2 separate regions of the Mus musculus genome follow, and region 2 is linked to region 1. The links are chromatin contacts, called in public promoter capture Hi-C maps. All regions are on one chromosome and are shown on one strand. The core of a region is the stretch at or near the end of the contact, and the rest is flanking DNA. Distances in the headings are between cores, read along the strand shown.

Region 1 (6,338 bases), core at 3,583-6,082:
GCTACAAGATTTGTTCCATTTTTAGTATTTATATAGCTTTCTCAGAAGTTCAAAATGTCAGTGACCAGATTAAAATCAGCTCCCAGCCTCAATTTGGAAGAATTAATTTCTTTTGAATAATTAATTGGTCAGTTTCTATGAATAATAGTTCAACCAAGGTGCATATTACTATTTTCTTATTTATATGACAAAATTACCATTTACCAGGAGAAAGCATTATCAAATATAAATCTTTCAAGCCAAACTGACCAAACTGACTTTCATTTCCTTCTATTCTTCAGTATATTGTACTTTAGTGCGCATTCATAAGTCAGGTTTCAGTGCTAAAGGAAACCATCAAATAGCAATCAATTCTGCTGCAAGGCTTAGTGACATAAATTCTTGTGTATTTTTATTCTCAGTCATATCAACCTAGATATAAAAATAGAAGTGATAATAGCAGTGCTACAATTGTATTACTCTGACTGTGCTCCATCCTATATAATTCAGAGGATGTTGTAGTCTCTCCTCTTTCTTAAGACTAACTCTGAAGAGTCCCCTAGTAATGCTTAATGAGTTCTCCTCTAATGGCACTTTCTATTTCCCTGTTCCTATTCTGATAGCTCTTATCTCTAAAACTCTTTTACTACTGCCAGACAAACAATGCCTGGTAATTTCTCTGTCTTCAAATTATACCAGTGCTACTATCTGTGTCCAGGAATTCTTATATGGGTGCACAAGCCAAGCCATTGCCATGAAGGAATTGAAGATGCTCACTCTTACTAGTTGATTGAAAAGCAGTTGGTATTAGCTCCATTGCCTGGAAAAGAACTTAGGACAAGTACAAGTGATGCCTTACATAGCATCTCTATCTGCTCCTCTTAGATCTTGAATTCTATCAAGAAGTCATGGTTAGGGTTACAGAGCACAATCTGAATGGCAAATGCTACACCAAGTTTTGAATCAGTCTCACTGTCTTAAGGTGTCGTCTAAACCTAAACCACATTTGGCTGACCTATCTATTCCAGATACATCTTTCATGATAAGCTTCTCATCTCTCATGAATAATTAACTTATGCCAATCTTTTTCTTCCTTGAGTCTTCTGGATATGACTAGATATCAGTTGTGAAAATATCATAGGAATATATCAGAATGTTTGGATACCATCCATTCTAACTATAGTTGTTATCATTTAAATGCAAATACACTGTCATTTAATATTTTCCTACAGTAAGCATTACCTTGATAGTTTTTTTTAGATGGGGTCTGTACCTACTACTGGACAAGAGCTCATTATGCAGCTGAAGATGCCCTTGAACTTCTGATTCTTCTGCTTCTATCTCCATGTTGGATTGGGTTTAGAGGCATGCATCTAAAACATGGTATTCTATTTTTTGAATATCTGTTTTAGAGGAGAGGTCAAATCGAGGTGATATGTTCAGAGAAAATAACATGAAAGAAGTCTGACTTAAGCAGTGTCTTGAAGGGCATTTCAGCTAGGACTGAGGAATAAAAAGGCATAGAGGGCTCAAGTTACAAAACCATGAAATATAGAAGAAATCGATGCAGAGACAACAGACAGTTATTTAATGGAAGATAGGGGCCAAAGTAGGGCCAGACATGCTGAAGTATAGGCATGGAGCAGATGTCATTTATGCTGAGTCTTCAATATGTATTCATTCATTCACTTACCCATTCATTCAATAAATAGTTAGAAACCATCTACTGTGTTCCCGACATTGGTGACACAGGCACTTAAGCAATACATAAAAGACCAATCTTTTTTTTTTTTTTTCAAAATTAAGTTTACATTCCAGTGAAAAAGACTAACAACTTGCCTGATAATTTCAAGACATCAAAGGAAGTATCATGATTGTGAAATTTAGAATGTGAGGCAGAAGGGATAAAAGATGTCAGAATGTATAAAACATTAAGACTTGAATAAATAATTACTTTAGGTTTAGCCAAAGAAACATTACCAGAAATCCCATCAGAGTGTTTGGGGTGGCAGTTTGATTGGTATGGCACATAAGCAGGGGTATTATTTTGTCTTGCGACTTGACAAAAAGAAGGCAAGAGTGGCTATAGGGAAGCAGGTGGAGAATGAAAGCCTGGATAATGCATGAGTAGACTCTAAGACTCTGAAAGAATTTGGTATCCGATTAGGATTGAGAGACCCCCCCACACCGTGAGGTGTAGAGTATGAGCCCACCCCAGAGAAATCTAAAAGAGGAAAGATAATGCCACAACATATCCCCACAGTGAGAACAAACACCAAACATTTAAAATCTACCTAAAGTACAAGGGTGAATAAGATATCTTTTCTGCCTAGATAGTACTAATAGTCCAATGAGAAAAATAACTGTAAATAAATAATTCTACTGTATTGTAAATGACAGTAAAATATTAAGCATTCAGAGCCTGTTTTATAATCAGTGCAAAAGAAGAAACAGGAAGTGCATACACAACTCTGTAAGAGCACACTCGCAAAATTCTTGCCACAGTGCATGAAGAAGACACAAGAGTTTTCGTGACCCTGGGAATGGTGGCATATGCCTTTATTCCCAGTACTTTGGTAGCAGGAGCAAATAGATCACCATGTGTTCAAGGCCTGCCAAGGATAAATACTGAGACACTGTCCCAAAAGCAATTTTAAAAATACAGATTTAATGGTAGCAGTGAGAAACAGATTTACAGTCCAGTACCACGTCTGTGTATGCAAAAGCCATACACATATAGCACACTAGAAGTAAAGAAAGAACAGGGAATTCAAGGATAGCCTCTACTAATTCTGAGTTGTGGCCAACCTGCCCTACAAAAAAATCTGTCCTTAAAAACACTATCTTAAACTATTAATGATATGTCAAACATTACAACTGTTTTCTAGTAGAATGAGACAAGTAATATACACAATAATATGAGCAAAAGAGGGGCCATGTAAGAACTAATGGTGAGCATGCTGAGAATTGAAATAAATGCTTACTGAAATATTTGCAACTGAAGTGAAATAATTACACAATCGGACTCTACCTAATAACTTTAAGGGGGAAAGAAAGTTATGCACAGTGTCATGACATCATGAAACTATGTCTTAGGACAGTAACCTTTGCGAATTACTGATATGTTTGAAAGCCCTGAGAAAACTACATATCTTACACTTGGAAGATAGAATCTTCTCAATCAATATGTCCCCTTTTATATCACTGGAGTTAAAGCTAATGTTATGCCCCATCTGGTCTATGGTGAGATTTGTATTCAACCCTACAGGATTCTTAATATATTGTGGCTACTCCAAAGATCCTAGTTCAATGGGTCATTTCTGTTTACCATAGCCTCAAGGAATGTGGCCCTTGATCCACTGCTTTAAAGCTGGAGTTGCAACAACATTAATATTGTTCCGGCTGAGGCAGGCTGGGAACTGGAAGCCTCACATCCTAGCCCTCTACCATCTGCTTAGGACAACTCACCCTTGCTCTTTCAAGTGCACACTTCCAAATAAGTCTTTCTTGTCACATTCCAGTTGGAATCATCTTGCTTCCGGGCTCACTTATCTCACACCACAGACAGGCTCATTTCCAACTGTAAAAGATATAACCACACTTTATAGACCACATCACAGTTGTGACTCCATATTTATATCTTCTTCATGCGTGTATGTGTGTGTAGCATCCATGTGTGTGAGTATGGCCACACATATGCCACAAAACATGTGTGGGGGTCACAGTACAACTTCTAATGCAGTCCTTGCCTTCTACCCAGAGTCTCTCTTTTTGTTGTTCGAAACTAGATAAGGCACACTGACCTGTGAACTTCTGGGGAATCAACTTTGTGGGAGTGCTTATTTAGGCACTTAGGCCCAGCTTTCTATAGATTCTAGGAATTAGAAAATTCAGGATTTCATGCTCGCATAGCAAATGTTTTACCCCCTTGAGCCACCTCTCCAGCTCCACACTTACGGTTTTGAGAAGTTGAATTTTGCACATCTACTCCTGTAGGTTCCAATTTCAATAGTGACAGTCTTTTTGTTGCTACCTCACCAAGGACTCACTAGTACTTAGGACAGTGCTTGGCACATGGTAGGCATTCAATGAACTTCTCAGTTGGATGCAAGCCTTCTGGATTAAAGGAGCATGGGTCAGGCTGGATATAAGCCCAATACAGAGGCCAAAGGGGTGGGGAGGTGATTTTGGTTCTGCTGTAGAAGGCAAAGGCAGAGAGCTGCATGGAAAGGACCCAATGATGCACATAGACAGATCCCATGACTGCTTTACTGATGCCCTCCCTCTGGTACAGGGGGCATGTAGAAGAGGCAGAAGTCGAGTAAAAAGGAATTAACAAGTGTTCAACTCTCTCTGTCAGCTCTTTTTATTACGAATTCCAAGTAAAACTATGAACGGAAAGTGTGAGGGGGACTGTCTGAGAAAGGGATAACATTTCCTGAAGTTCTGGCACACCCTATTGGCCCTTAAAAAGTACTCAAAGTTCCCACAATACTTCCCCAAATCACTAGGTAGTAGAGCGATTTATTTTGCATCCTAGCCATAAGAGTCCCAGAAGTCAGGGTCAATGTAGTTATCACTGTTCCTAGATCAAAGTGTTCTCCAATGGAATTTATCACTTTTTTTTTACTTCCCTCCCGCCGCGACTTGCAGTTCAAACAGGTCCCACGCCAGTGCCGTGAAAAATCTACCCAATGCCCCTCCACTTCTGGTCGGGCCCCATTTTCGACAACTGGAGGCCTTTTCCCATGTCCTCGCTTCCTCCTGTACGGAAGAGGCCTCTAGTCCCCGCGGCGGGCACAGGCAGCCAGACTTAGTACTGCCCTTTACGCTTTCCCGCCTTTCACCAAGTGCGCGCGCCAAAGGGTGCGCCCTGATACCCTGAGGCAGGTACCCAGGAGGGCGCATGCGCGTGCTCCACTGCCCGAGAGGAGGCAAGGGCGGAGCGGAGAGGGCGGGGCCAAAGGGGAGGGGCTGCGCGGGTCACGTGACATCGTTTGACTGTTTACAGGAGGCGCAGCGGAGCCCTTGGCCTCAGTCAGTCAGGCGCTGGGGAGCGTTTCGGTTTCACTTCCGGTGAGGGGCCGCGCCTGAGAGGGCGGGCAGTGAAGCAAACGGACGGCGAGCGCGGGCGGTGGCAGTGACGGCGGCGCCGCTGCCGGGGGGCGTGCGGTAACGCGGCGGCGGCGGCGGCGGCGACGGCGGCTGGGCCTCAAGCGCCTGCAGCCCACCTCCCGGAGGCGGGCTCCCGGCGCGAGGACGGACGAGAAGATGGAGGAGCTGGTGGTGGAAGTGCGGGGCTCCAATGGCGCTTTCTACAAGGTAACCGGCTACCGGACAGGCCCGGTCCTCGGCCTCCCTCCCTCCCTCGTGTCCAGGGTGGCGGGCGGGCCCCTCGGGCGCGGCGGGAGCGGCGGGCTGTGGGATGTGAGGGAGCGGCGGAGTCGGGGCCTAGAGCCCGCCTCAGCGTTCCGACTCCCGCCTGAGGCCCCGGCGCCTGGCGGAACGCGCGGGTTGCCGAGGGCGGTTGAGCGGCCGAGTTTGTCAGCGAAGCGGGAATGCGAGGACAGGGGATCCGATCGGCCATGGGGCCGGTGCCGCGGGAAGTGGCGGCAGCGGCTTAGTCCAGCTTTCCCAAATAATCCTCTCCCAGTGGGTTCGGGGCCTGACACGCGGGGAGCCGTGCGGGAACCGGGGGCGCTTCAGCCCGGCCGCCGCCAGCCCTGCTGGACGAACGGCCGTTACGAGGCTTGGGCGGCCGTTAGGAGGTTTGGGCTCCGCGTTCGGCCCACAGTCCAGACTTTGGAGAGCTCCCCGGTTCTGGGCGAGGGGTGTGCAGGGAGTAGTAAGAAGCGGGCGGCAGCTCGGAATCACAATGGCAACTGCTCTTGAGTGGCCTCTTTGTGAATTTCCAAGGAGGGTTTTAGATCTAAAAGTTTCGGAAAGACCATGACATCTGAGAGAGCGGTTTCAAACGCTAGCCAGAGCCGGTATATCCACGGCCTCCGAGGCTCTTTCTAACTGGGAGCAATTCAGGGATAAGCATGTCGCGGCTTCTAAAAATATTACCAAGTCTGCTTATTTTAAATTTCCCTTTGTGTTTAAGTTCTCGAGGACCCGAATTTGTGCCACAGAACTTCAGGAAATTAACGGGGACTGTACGATTGCTACTGAATTTTTACCAGGACGGTTTGGAATGTTTGTTCTGTGCGCTGAAGTGCATAAACTTGAGTATATTCGCTTTGAGTTTTGCGGTGTTACAGTGAGCTATATTTGAGGTTTTAAATGGGCATTCATGGAACTACTGAGAGTTTTTTTATACCATTGAATATCAAGTAACATCGTATATTTTTCAAGGA
Region 2 (6,178 bases), core at 2,089-4,588, 1.7 Mb after region 1:
TTCACCAATCACCCCCACTTCGGCATGCATTTCTCTGCCCTCCAGTGGTCCTGCATCATGTTGTATTAATATCCAAAGTTCCACCCCCACTTCATATCTTACCATTGACAACCATCCCCATTACTCCTGAGACACAGCTCACCTTGGTCAGCACTCACAGCTAAGCCCGCCACTCCTACTTTAGCATACAGTCTTGCTCTTCTCTCTCCAGTGATCCTCTGTCATAGTATGTCAGTATTCAAAGTTATCCCTCCCCTTCCATAAATTAATACCTATGGCCCTTTCCCAGTACTCTGTAAACCCTAAGTGCCCAGGGCAACGCTCGAAACACCACCTACCTCTCCTACCTCCACACACACAGCACTGCCCACCACTTCAACCATAGTGTGCACAGTCCTGCCCACCATTGGACATCAACATACACAGTACGACGTACCACTACTAACCCAGAGAGCAGTGCCCTACCTGTGTGTCGCTCCTACATCATCACAAACGGCCCGACTCCTCCTCCTTCACTTCCTACATCACTAGTCACAGCAGTGCCCTCAACCTGTACAGCATACACAAGCCACTCTTTTGTCAGCATACACAGCCGTGCCCTATTCCTTCAATGGCCTTCTATCACATTATATCAGGATTTAAAGCTCAGTCCTGCTGTCACATTCACAATTCACAGTCCTGGCCAGCACTTTAGAGACCCAAGTCGGTACTAACAGTCTCATCCACAATCTCACCCTCATATCTCAAATGGCCCTGTCCTCTTTCAGCGTTTCTGGGCCTTTATTATAATACTATCTCAAGAATTGACAAATGGGACCTAATGAAACTCCAAAGCTTCTGCAAGGCAAAAGACACCATCAATAAGACAAAAAGACCACCAACAGATTGGGAAAGGATCTTTACCTATCCTAAATCAGATAGGGGACTAATATCCAACATATATAAAGAACTCAAGAAGGTGGACTTCAGAAAATCAAATAACCCCATTAAAAAATGGGGCTCAGAACTGAACAAAGAATTCTCACCTGAGGAATACCGAATGGCAGAGAAGCACCTGAAAAAATGTTCAACATCCTTAATCATCAGGGAAATGCAAATCAAAACAACCCTGAGATTCCACCTCACACCAGTCAGAATGGCTAAGATCAAAAATTCAGGTGACAGCAGATGCTGGTGAGGATGTGGAGAAAGAGGAACACTCCTCCATTGTTGGTGGGATTGCAGGCTTGTACAACCACTCTGGAAATCCGTCTGGCGGTTCCTCAGAAAATTGGACATTGTACTATAGGAAGATCCAGCAAGACCTTACCTGGGCATATAACCAGAAGATGTTTGAATTGGTAATAAGGACACATGCTCCACTATGTTCATAGCAGCCTTATCTATAATATCCAGAAGCTGAGAAGAACTCAGATGTCCCTCAATAGTGGAATGGATATAGAAAATGTGGTACATTTACACAATGGAGTACTACTCAGCTATTAAAAAGAATGAATTTATGAAATTCCTAGCCAAATGGATGGACCTGGAGGGCATCATCCTGAGTGAGGTAACACATTCACAAAGGAACTCACACAATATGTACTCACTGATAAGTGGATATTAGCCCAAAACCTAAGATACCCAAGATATAAGATACAATTTGGTAAACACATGAAACTCAAGAAGAATGAAGACTGAAGTGTGGACACTATGCCCCTCCTTAGAATTGGGAACAAAACACCCATGGAAGGAGTTACAGAGACAAAGTTTGGAGCTGAGACAAAAGGATGGACCATCTAGAGACTGCCATATCCAGGGATCCACCCCATAATCAGCATCCAAACGCTGACACCATTGCATACACTAGCAAGATTTTATCAAAAGGACCCAGATATAGCTGTCTCTTGTGAGACTAGGTTGGGGCCTAGCAAACACAGAAGTGGATGCTCACAGTCAGCTAGTGGATGGATCACAGGGCTCCCAATGGAGGAGCTAGAGAAAGTACCCAAGGAGCTAAAGGGATCTGCAACCCTATAGGTGGAACAACATTATGAACTAACCAGTACCCCGGAGCTCTTGACTCTAGCTGCATATGTATCAAAAGATGGCCTAGTCGGCCATCACTGGAAAGAGAGGCCCATTGGACAAGCAAACTGTATATGCCCCAGTACAGGGGAACGCCAGGGCCAAAAAAATGGGAATGGGTGGGTAGGGAAGTGGGGGGGAGGGTATGGGGGACTTTTGGGATAGCATTGGAAATGTAATTGAGGAAAATATGTAATAAAAATATTAAAAAAAGAATAAGCAACAACAAATGCTGATAAGGATGTAGAGAAAGATAACTCATATTTGCTGTTAATGGGATTGCAGACTAGTATGGCAACTCAGAAAAACAGTGTGAACATTTCTCAAAAAGCTAAGAATAAATCTATTGTATAACCCCCCCCCAAAAATACTATCCAAAGCTCTGTTCCTACTTCATATGTCACCAGTCACTGAACCACGTTCAACCTCTACTTCAGCATGCATAGCACTGTCCATCATGTATAATTCGGCTCCCACTCACAGGCACGCCCTCCTTCCCCTGTATCCCTCCAGCAAGTAAAGCCAGCATCCAAAGCTCAGCTCTGTCAACAAAATCTCACCACACATAGCCCTGGCTGGTACTCTTGAGGCCCTAACCACCTTGCTGAGTACTGACAGTCTGGTCCACCACTTCAGCTTGCACAGCCCTTCCTTCTCCTTAAGCAGATCTGAACCGAGTTAAGTGGGGATCCAAAGCTCCGCCCTAGTATCCCAGTAGCTCCACCCACTCAGGTCTGCACTCACAACAGGCCCAGATTCCAAGCACCCGTAATTCCTAACTGTTCCCAAGGATTCTTCAGAGCACAAACTCCCATTCCCAACCTCTATCAGGTGCTCACAGCCCCACCCCACCCCACCCCAATGCCTAACCTCGGGATTCAAACAGCTTTGGCCCTGGACCAATTTTAGGCCCCTCCTCAACAAGCCTCTTCCCTCACATCCCCAATCCCGCCCCTCCTGCTGCAGTGCAACCTACTCCTACTTTCATGGGTTTTTGCAGACTCCGCCGACTAAATCACTCACTCCTTTTCTCACTTCTTTCCCTCCCCAACCGCCTATTACAGACCCTGACCCACTTTATTTGCAAGATTGCTTTAAGAAAACGGTGTCTTCTAGCATTCGATGTCGCTTACTGCTTAATTACGCAAGTCCGTACCTTCCTATCCGGGTAGCATAGTGCCTGTAGTTCTAATTGGCTGCGGATGTTTACTCGTGTAAATGGGCGTGGTGTGCGTGCTTACGTAAATTGTGTAAGTTCGGGCACGGATGTGTTTCTGGGTCTCTTCTTAAAGCAGTCAGAGTTAAAGTCCCAGAACGCCAGTTAAAGTTAAGGCTATAGCCAAATGCTTTCCTTTCTTTAGAGCGGACATTATCCACCCACTCTCAGGAGTCTTTGGTACTGGCGGACTTCCGGGAACGCTGGAAGAGAGAGAAAGGACTGGGTGTAAACTGGAGTCTGCCGCGTGATAAGTGACAAAGCTGAGAGGCCCACAGCACCCAAAGGACACAGGTAACCTGTTGAGTCGGAGCCTTCGAGCTTGCCCCCATCCCCCACCCCATTGAGGACACCCCAGCCTCCAGCTTCGCCAACTGCTGGGCCAGCCCAAGACCGGTCTTTGCATGCCCCATCTTGCCAGCATTTCACAGTCTCTCCTAAGTGATGCAGTGTGGATGCAGGCGGATGAAAACCAAATGTGCTGCTCCAGGGCACTGTTTCTTCCTTACTTTTAGGCTACGAATTCACTGACACTCTAGACTATGAGGCCTTTGGTATTATTATGCCTAGTCTAATATACCAGTTGACACTGAAGGCACTGGGATTTGGTAGACCTGAGCATTTCCATGCAATCACATTCTATGTGGCATCATTTTTCTCCTGTTAAATTGCATGTTTGACTTAATAATGGCAACCAGTTGCAGAATTAACTTTCTACATCAGGCGGTTCTTGTACCAGACAAAAAAGGACCTTCCCACTGACATGATAGCAGAACCAAGCTGTGAGTGAGATGTACAGCCCTAACTCTTGTTGATCTCTAAGGCTTGCTGAGCCTTTCCTGCTGCCAGTAGCCAACAAAACTAAGTTTTACTTGGTGTTTTTTTTTTTCCTTTATCTACCTTCTCCTTATGTAAGTGGAGAAGCAGAAACAAACCAAAAAGGGCAGCTTCTTCATCCACAGAGCAGGTTTATCTGCAGAAACATGAGGAAGAGTATTCAGTTGTTCTAGCTACAGGGCAGTGAGTGAAATGAGAAGAGGGCAAATATTTCGCGTGGGCAGCCAGATTGCAAGGAATCCTGAGGATTCTTGTGAGATGGGTGGATTCTGGGCTGGTTGGAACATGAGCCCTTGGCAGGAATCAGAGTCTTCCAGACATGCGCACAGAACAATCAGATCTGGAAAAAAAGGTTTATGTTAGTTTAGAGGTTACAGTCTGTCATTGGGGTAGGGCAGGGCAGGAATTCAGTCCCTGAGAACTCCAAAGGTCCAGGATAGTTGACTCTATTGGTCTTCCTGTGGAGTTTTTATCTCCTTTAGGGTCCACATCCTTCCCCCAACTCTTCCATAAGAGTCCCCAAGTTCCATCCACTGTTTGGCTGTGGGTCTCTGTATCTCTCTGAGTCAACTGCTGGGTGGAGCCTCTCAGAGGACAACATGCTCCTGTCTGCAAGCATAACAGAATATCATTAATAATGTCACAAATTAGTGCTTGCCCATGGGATGGGTCTCAAGTTGGGCTGGTTTTGGTTGGCCATTCCCTCAGTCTCTGTTCCATCCCCATCCCTGCATTTCTTGGAGACAGGATAAATTTAGGGTCGAAAGTTTTGTGGGTGGGTTGGTGTCTCTATTGCTCCACTGGGGCTCCTGCCTGGCTACAGGAAGTGGCCTCTTCAGGTTCCATATCCCCAATGCTGTGAGTCACTGTTAAGGTCGCCCTCTTTGATTCTTGGGTGTCTCCCTTATCCCAGGTCTATTTCATCCTGGAGATTCACACACACACCTCCATGCCCCTGTCAGTTGGAGATTTTCATTCATTCTCATGGACATCTGATCATCTTTCCTGTCCCTCCCCACACCTGATCCTGAACACTCCCACTCCTAGGCTCAGAGGTTAAGAGCAGGACATTATTAATCTGTGACAGGAAGCACATTGAGTTCAGTGGAGTTTCAGGGCACATGGGAATCATCTGGGGAAGGCAAGGCCCAATGGATGTGAGCCTGAAAAGCTCAGCTGTGGTGTGTTTCTATCTTTAGGCCCAGAGACTCTGAGGAAAATGAAGTTTCCCTGCCTATCCTTCCGGCAGCCCTACGCTGGTTTAATCTTAAATGGAGTCAAGACTCTTGAGACACGTTGGCGTCCCCTGTTGAGCAGCGTTCAGAAATACACCATTGCCATCCACATTGCTCACAAGGACTGGGAAGATGATGAATGGCAGGAAGTGCTCATGGAGAGGTTGGGGATGACCTGGACACAGATTCAGACCTTACTACAGGCAGGAGAAAAGTACGGCAGAGGCGTGATAGCTGGTAAGTGAGGCTGTACCAAATACCACGTAGACAATTCCAACAGGATCCTGCTTGATAGATTGGTGGCACTGTTTTGCTGTTAGTTAGAGGGCGTGTCCTAAAGTTTCCAAGAAGACTCACTAAGGACTACCAAAGTCACTTGAATGAGGTGAATAGGTCTGGGTTCCACAGACTCAGTTACGTCTTAACTCTAGGCCTCATGTAGCATTAGACTGTGTGTGCATGAATATGTGCAAAAGGCATGGTCTATGACAGCATAGACACTGAAAAAGTGGAGCATTAATAGAGTAAGGCTGCTTGCCTGGCTTGTAATGCCTCTCACAAGAACCTTGAGTAAGACACCAATCAACATCTAATACGACTAGTCACCTACTGACCTAATTGGGAATCTTATTGACTGTGGGCTTCCTGGATAAGACTGGTTCTCTTTCAGTAAATGCCAGCCTTAGTAGTATGCTAGAACCTGACTGTTCTTTAATGCAGGACTCACGGAGCATAAGCCACCCTCTTCTTTTTCCCAAAGCCTGTGGCCGTCTCACCCAGGATTGCCTAGTTCAGTTGGTCATGTTTCCAATGTTCAGTGAGA

What was found. Capture Hi-C pulls out chosen DNA fragments and counts their contacts.
Region 2: a promoter capture Hi-C map of liver shows a contact between it and region 1, with 3 times the contacts expected there. The contact joins the promoter of Eola1 here to the promoter of Fmr1os in region 1. A contact is called at or near these places in 4 of 39 promoter capture datasets (cranial neural crest, frontonasal cranial neural crest, hippocampal neurons and 1 more), 2 of 115 datasets of contacts at active chromatin or transcription factors (astrocytes and large pre-B cells) and 2 of 9 other capture datasets (adipose tissue and liver).

Annotation. Positions count from the first base shown.
Region 1 is chrX:68,673,567-68,679,904 of GRCm38.p6, forward strand. Fmr1os (FMRP translational regulator 1, opposite strand) reads right to left here and starts at 4,833. Exons shown (of 4, transcript NR_033481.1): 1 at 4,614-4,833; 2 at 3,448-3,559. It overlaps Fmr1 (FMRP translational regulator 1), which reads left to right and starts at 4,975. Exons shown (of 17, transcript NM_008031.3): 1 at 4,975-5,301. The coding sequence starts at 5,251.
Region 2 is chrX:70,382,575-70,388,752 of GRCm38.p6, forward strand. Eola1 (endothelium and lymphocyte associated ASCH domain 1) reads left to right here and starts at 3,339. Exons shown (of 3, transcript NM_026787.2): 1 at 3,339-3,577; 2 at 5,320-5,592. The coding sequence starts at 5,340. It also overlaps a transcript of Ids not described here.